2 separate regions of the Podarcis muralis genome follow, and region 2 is linked to region 1. A link is a contact called in public Hi-C data. All regions are on one chromosome and are shown on one strand. Each heading gives the region's core, a stretch centred on a gene start, on an enhancer-like site or on the middle of the called end of the contact. The rest is flanking DNA. Distances are from core to core; before and after follow the strand shown.

Evidence for each region. Hi-C and Micro-C count contacts between places; a contact is called where the count stands out from the background.
Region 2: a contact with region 1 is called in a Hi-C map of tail, with 2.6 times the contacts expected there. The contact joins the promoter of MLLT10 here to the promoter of BMI1 in region 1. A contact is called at or near these places in 2 of 3 Hi-C or Micro-C datasets (blood and tail).

Annotation. Positions count from the first base shown.
Region 1 is chr12:23,509,352-23,512,576 of rPodMur119.hap1.1, reverse strand. BMI1 (BMI1 proto-oncogene, polycomb ring finger) reads left to right here and starts at 1,907. Exons shown (of 10, transcript XM_077936851.1): 1 at 1,907-2,327.
Region 2 is chr12:23,806,796-23,810,053 of rPodMur119.hap1.1, reverse strand. MLLT10 (MLLT10 histone lysine methyltransferase DOT1L cofactor) reads left to right here and starts at 1,313. Exons shown (of 21, transcript XM_028749764.2): 1 at 1,313-1,522.

The DNA.
Region 1 (3,225 bases), core at 658-3,157:
TGGTTCCCTGGGGAGCCTCTTCTTCTCCTCCTCCCCCCACCCGCCCACGCACCCACCCGCAGCGCCGGGCTGCCTGCCCCCGGGGCGCGCCATTAGGTGGGATTCTGCCGCCGCGATCTGTGGAAGGAAATCGTGCGAGCTGCGCGCGAGACAGCGAGGGAAGCGGGGAAAGTGCGACGAGGAATGCCTGCGAGGCAGAGACAGGGTGGGGGAGGGGAGGGAAAATTGTGGTAGGGAAGGGGTGGGGGGGGGGTTCGCGGAAGACATTTGTTGCCTCAATGCGATCATATTTATCGCCCGTGACGAAACGTGAGGTGGCAGAGCTGGTGTGGAGAAGGGAACTGATACGACGAAGAAAGGCGGGAAACGAGACGGCGTGTTCAAGGCCGGGAAGACTGTTCGCCAGTCAAGGGGAAATGGGTGGTTTCGCGGGGCTGGGGGGTCAGGAACGCTCTTGTGTTTAAACACGTTAAAGAAAATAAGAGATGAAGGGCGGGGGGGGGGGGGAAACGTCGTGTATCTGAGGAATCTCAATTGGGGTTGTGGAGGGAGAAAAGCCCAGGACGAAGGATGAGGGCACTTTGGGTGGGCAAAAAAAGGCGCGAGGGATGGCGAAGTCAAAGCCGCGTGAGAGGGAACCGAAATAAAGGAAGGAAATCGGGATCGGGTCCTTAGAAGGAAAGGAAGAGAGAGAGAGACAGGCGTGGAGAAGGGGGGAGGGGGTCAGTTTTCAAACATTTCTAGGGTGTATATAAATCGTGAGACGAGAATGGTAAAAGTGGAAGGCGAAAGGAGGCAAAGACTGGGGGCGCTGGATAGGAAATAGCAGGCGGAGGAAACGGGGGTCGCGTGGGGAGGGTGGGGATGTGCAGGGCGGGAAGTGTGTTGGGGCGCACTGAGGAGAAGCAGCTCGTCTACAGACGACGCGTGGATCGGATGCCAAGGCGGGAAAATATAAGGAAACGAGGGGCGGAGGTGGAAGCGCAGAGACGCGGCTGCGGGTTAGTTCGCCTTGGCCGCCCGTTGCACTTCCGACACCCACGATACCTGAAACGCCTTTGCTGCGCAAGTCTCCTGTCGCGTCGCCAAAGGTCTTGCCCACAGCAGCTTGGGAGCGGCAGGGGGCAATTTTGGGCGCGGGCACCCAAGGAAGGCTGTGGGGCAACGACGGCGGAGGAGAGCCGCGTCTCGTGCGCGCGGGAGGGAAGCCACCAGACGAGACGCTTCGAGGACAAGGGGACCTTGCTTTGGGTGCCACCTCCAGATATTAAAATGGTGGGCTGCGGAGTTGGGGCCACCGTCGTGTGAGGAGGGAGAGGTGGCAGCAGGCGCAAAGAGCGGAGTAGACAGGTTTAGATGAGGGGAATGGACTAAGCCAAAAGGTGGCAAGCTTCAGTTTATTGTGCCCTGGGGCGGGGGGCCGAGTGGGAGACACACACACACACAGAGACATATTTAAGGAATAGATAGGTGTCGGTCAGAGAAGGAGCAAATATAGAAAAGAAAGAGGCGATAGCGGGGGGAGGGGAAGCAGAGAAAAAGAGGTTTGTGTGTGTTGCAGTTAAGCCAGAAGAAAAGAGAGAGAGAGATTGTGCGCGTGAAGTGACAGGGTGTACAAAATGTGGGGAAACGAGAAGGAACGGGCAAAGCGACTCTACAAGCGTGGAGTGGGTGTGTTCGGGGGGAAGAAAATGAATAATACATTTTGTGTGTGTGAGAGAGAGAGAGAAGGGGGGGAGGTGGAACAAGCGGCAGCGGCAGCTCAGCAGAGGCAGCAGCAGCAGCAGCGTGAGCGCGGTGGAGAAAAGGAGGACTCGGCGAAGTGTGTGTGGAGCGGAGGGAGGCGGAGGACCAGGCGGAGTGCGGGGAGGGGGAGGGGAGGGGAGGGGAGGGTGGCGCGCGGGGAGGGGGAGGCGGCCGAGCCGCGGGATTGGGTCACAGGGAGGCTGACGGGCTCCGACTACACCGACACTAATTCCCAGGCCACCCTTAAGGAATGAGGAGCCCCACGTGATCCTGGCGGGGCGGGCGAACTCTGAGCCATTTTGGGGACGGTGTCAGTTTCCACTGTGTGCCTTTCAGCGTTGCATTTTCCACCACCAGCAGCAGCGGCGGCAGCCAGCAGCCCCCTCCTCGCCCGCCACTCTCCCTCCTCTCCCCTGGCTCCCTCCACAACTATGAAATAATCACAATTTTTTTTTCCTCGTAAAGGGGGAAAAAAAGAGGAGGAGGAGGAGTGGGAAGGAGGGAGGGAGGAAGAGCCTCCCTCTCCGAGGGGCCGAAAAAAAGAAAGAAAAAGCACAGTAGAGGGGGAAAGAGATTGCGAGGCGAGTGGGTGAAGGGGTGGGGGGGAAGCCGAGGAAGAAAAGAAAGAGCGCAAGAGACAATGGGCTGGCGGAGGAGGAGAGGCAAACCATCCGGATTAGAAAGATTTTGAGATCCCAGCACTGGAGCTGCGCATTGAGAAGGAGGTGGGGAGAGGCAGAGAGAGGAGGCGAGGGAGAGCGAGGGCTGCGGGGGGGGGGGAGGCAGAGCCAACTCCTGGGGCGGCGCAGGGATCCGAGGGCGAGGGAGGGGGCTCGGTGGCGGAGAGGAGCCCGGCTGCGGGGGAGCGAGCATGAGCTGAGCTGAGCGCGGCGGCGGCGGCAGCCCTGCGCTCATTGCAATTGACAGCGTCTGCAGTTCATTTCAAGATGGCCGCTTGGCTCACATTCATTTTCTGCTGAGCGACTTTTAACTTTCATTGTCTTTCGGGGCGGTTCGGATCGTCGCCCGCCGGCTCCTTCTCGCGGGTACGTATCCCCGGGCGCGGCTGCCCTCCGGGGGCCGGGGGGCGGCGGGGCCTGGGAGGCGGTTTCGGGGGGCTGCGAAGGGGCGCCAGCCTTGCTAGGTGTCCCCGGGCTCTCCGGGTGGGGAAAGCGCTGACAGGCTGCTCCATCTCCGCGCTGCCTCCGCGCCCGCGCGCCCTCGCCCTCCGCGCAGGGACCCCGGGAGGCGCGGCGGCGGCGGCCCGTGCACTGGCTGGGGCGACGCCCCCCCTCCGGCGGATTTCGGTTCCTTTCCTCCCTCGGCTCGCCGCTAGCCCCTTCCTGGGCACATGGCCCCGCAGGAGGATATTTCTATTTTCAGCCCCTGCTCGCCGATCTCTCTGGGGCTCCTTTGTTTAAATGCAGATTTCGATTGAACGCGGGCGGTGCATGAAACCTGGCGCTGCCTGGGTCAGGG
Region 2 (3,258 bases), core at 64-2,563, 300 kb before region 1:
GAGTCTTCCAGCGTTCCTCATCTCTAAGGACTGTGGGGATCCTGATGACCCGGGGAGGGGGAGAGAGCGAGAGGGAGGGAGAGGGACGGAGAGAGATTTGATCTGAAGCTACAGGCACATTCCCTTATCTCCCTAGCTATCAGCCAGTTTAAAGGACACCATAATTACGATTGCGATAAAAGCAAGACAATGCCTGCCTATTTGGGCTGAATAAATAAGGAATGTTTACAACTGTAGAATGTTTCAGTGGCAATTAAAGGCTGGCAAAGAAAACCTCTCCTTCTGCCCTCAACCTTATTTACTCGGTTTTGCTTTTATTGCAATCTTTTCATTCCTTTCCTATGCAGCAGATCACCCTTTTAGAAGGGTGGTAAAGAGGAAATGGGGAGCGTTACATGAGGGACAGAAAAGACACCAGAGACGCCTGCTCCATATTTGTTGTTATTTTTCTTCATTTCTCCAGTTGCACACAGAGAGCGAAACTTTCAGGTCTAGCCATAAAAGAGCCGGGACATCCAGCCCGGTGCTACAATATGGCGCTGAGGGGGCTATGCTCATTTCCACCCACAACCCAAACCCAAAGATGTTTGAGGGGCTTCAGAAGGTGTTGGTGGACAATCAGCGCCTTATTTCCTCTCATTCCCGGAAACCGAGGGAAGCCGAAAATCCACCTCATTTGCTAAGACACAAGGATCTATTCAGCTATCCATTGTATCAGCATACCTCATCATAATCAGATTAAATGCAGGTTTGGACACTAATACCTGCGAGGCTGAGCATTAAACATCGCCTGGAGTATGCAGAAATCAGTGAATGGGCTTCTTTTGCTCGCTTGATCATCGCGTTACCAAAATAGTGACACCAACAGCATTTCCTCTTAAAAACAAAGCAAAAAACTGTTCCTCCTCCTCCTCCGACACATTTTCTCCCAGCTACAACCATAACCTAAACTTCCAAACCTCGTTTTCTACCGCCGGCTCATTTGTTTTTATTTCGAGATTCAAAACTTTTGCCACATGGGGTGAGAGCAACAAGGGTAGTGGGTTTCAAATGCAGGCAGGGATCGGCTTTTAACACATTCGCTCTTAAGGAATTAATAAAGTGCAAACTTTTTCTTTCTTTCACGTTAAACTCTCACCGGGGAAGGTTTCCTTATTTAAAGCTAAGGGGGGGGGGCATGTGCGTATGGTGGCGGCGGCGGGGGGCATCCTAGTTTATATTTGCAGCTCTCTGGCTAGTTCCAGGCCCCCTTTCCTTTTGAAAGTTTTAGACCTTCAATACCCTCGGATTCTACTGGCAGACTTAGGATGGCCTTGGAGGGTCCTAAACGTGACCATTCACTGAGGCGGGGGGCTACAGCTTGCAACAACGTGCTCGGCAACTTAATCTTGCCCCAAAATGGGAAGAGCGCGCAAAAGAACGGAATACAAACTCTCTCTACATCTCTAGTCCCTTTCTAAGGTGGATTGTGTATTTTGCAGCCGATGGGAACGTCTGGATTTCGCAGCAAAAAGGAGAGAAGGTAAGTGTTTTATCCTTGTAGCCGCCAGTTCGTGGAGAAACAATGCCAGAACAAAGGGGACCACTTCTCCCTCTGAAGCGTTTTGCATTTTCTTCCTCCATTTCTCATCGAGGAGACACTGGGGAGGGGGAAGGGAGAGGCGACTCGCACAACTTTTTCGCTTTTAGATAAGAAAGGCTGGAGCGAGCGGGGCGTTTGAGAAACTAGCCACCGGCGCGCGGATTTAAATAACACGTCGACTACTCCAAAGAGAAAGGGAGAAGGATCCCAGCAGCCGCCGCCTCCTCCCTCGCACCGCCTGCAGCAAACGGGTCCGCCGCCAATTCAGCGGCGCTGAAACTGGAGAAACGGCTCGCGCCGCCTCGGCCGCGAGAAGGAAAAAAAAACACCCCAAACACCACCTAAACCCTCCCTTCCAAGGGCGAGCCGGCGCCTGCAGCTCGGCCGGGCTTTCCGCGTGGAAAATCGGATAGGAGCCGCGCGAAGGGACGGGGCTGCGTTTTAAAACGCAAGATCTCGCCGCCGCCTTCGGGAAAGCGGCCCTGGAAGGGAACGTAGAGAATATATCAGGGTCTCCCCGCCCCCGATCGCGGGGAGCAAAGGAGAAAAAGGGCCCGGCGAGGTTTGTGCGGGCGCGGGCTGAGGAAGGCTTCACCAACAGCTCTCCTGTTTGGGGTTTTGTGGGGCAAGGGAGAAACCGGGAACTGGAGGCTGCAAGGTCCTTTGCAGCCGAGAAAGCGCTTCTTGCCTCGGCGGGAGCAGGGAGAACCCGGGGCCTGGTGTGGCCCAAGCTCAGAAAGCGGAGGCGGCATCGCCTAAGTTGTCCCCCCGCAGCAGCAGCAGCAGCAGAGGACCCCCCCCCCCCGTCCAATGTTTATAGCTCTCCCCTTCGGCTGCATTGTCCGGGAGCAGCGGGGGGAGGAGACTGGAGAGAAGGAGCCCAACGTCTCCTTACGCCAATGTAAGGCGTCGCTGCCTCCTTCCCCCCAGAGAAGAAGAGTGGCGAGGAGGCAGGCAGGCAAGCACAGTTAGCACGAGGAAGCCGCCGCCGCTGCAGCAGCAGCAGCTTCCCTTTTCCTCTTCTCGCCTGGGCTCTTTCCATTCATTTACCCGGGCGCAGGGGGCGGGGCCTGCGGGCCGGTGACCTTTCACCTCCTGCCTTCCTGCCTTCTCCTCCCCCTCGGCGTTTCCTTTTGCCGCTCGGCCATTTGCTTACCCAGAAGCCAGCGCGCCGGGCGCGCTCGTGCCGAGCTCGAGTCTCTCGTAATCGCCCCTCTCGACCCCGCCCACTCCGCTTCTCTCTCCCCTCCCCTCCCGGGCGCGCGGCTTCCAATCTCAGGCCGGCAGGCAGCTCCTGGCGGAGGCCGCTGCTGCAACTCACCGCGTGGACGCTAGGGGCAGCCGCTTCCAAGGGAGGGTGCTCTTTAGCTGCCCGCGGGAGACTTTCTATGGATAATAATAATAATAATAATAATAATAATAATAATAATAATAATAATAATAATAATAATGGTTCGATAACGCCCTTTATAAAACAGTTCCAAACACTAATTTTACGGTCCCACTGACACTGGTGCAGATTACTTTCAAGTCACGTATTCAACATCCGGTATCACTGTCCACGTTATTATAGGTAATTATTAATTATAATTTCCGACAGCAGTAATTAATTGCATTTATTGAACACAGCTAACGCTTGTCATAAATCAGGATTATTTACAACGATGACGGTAATG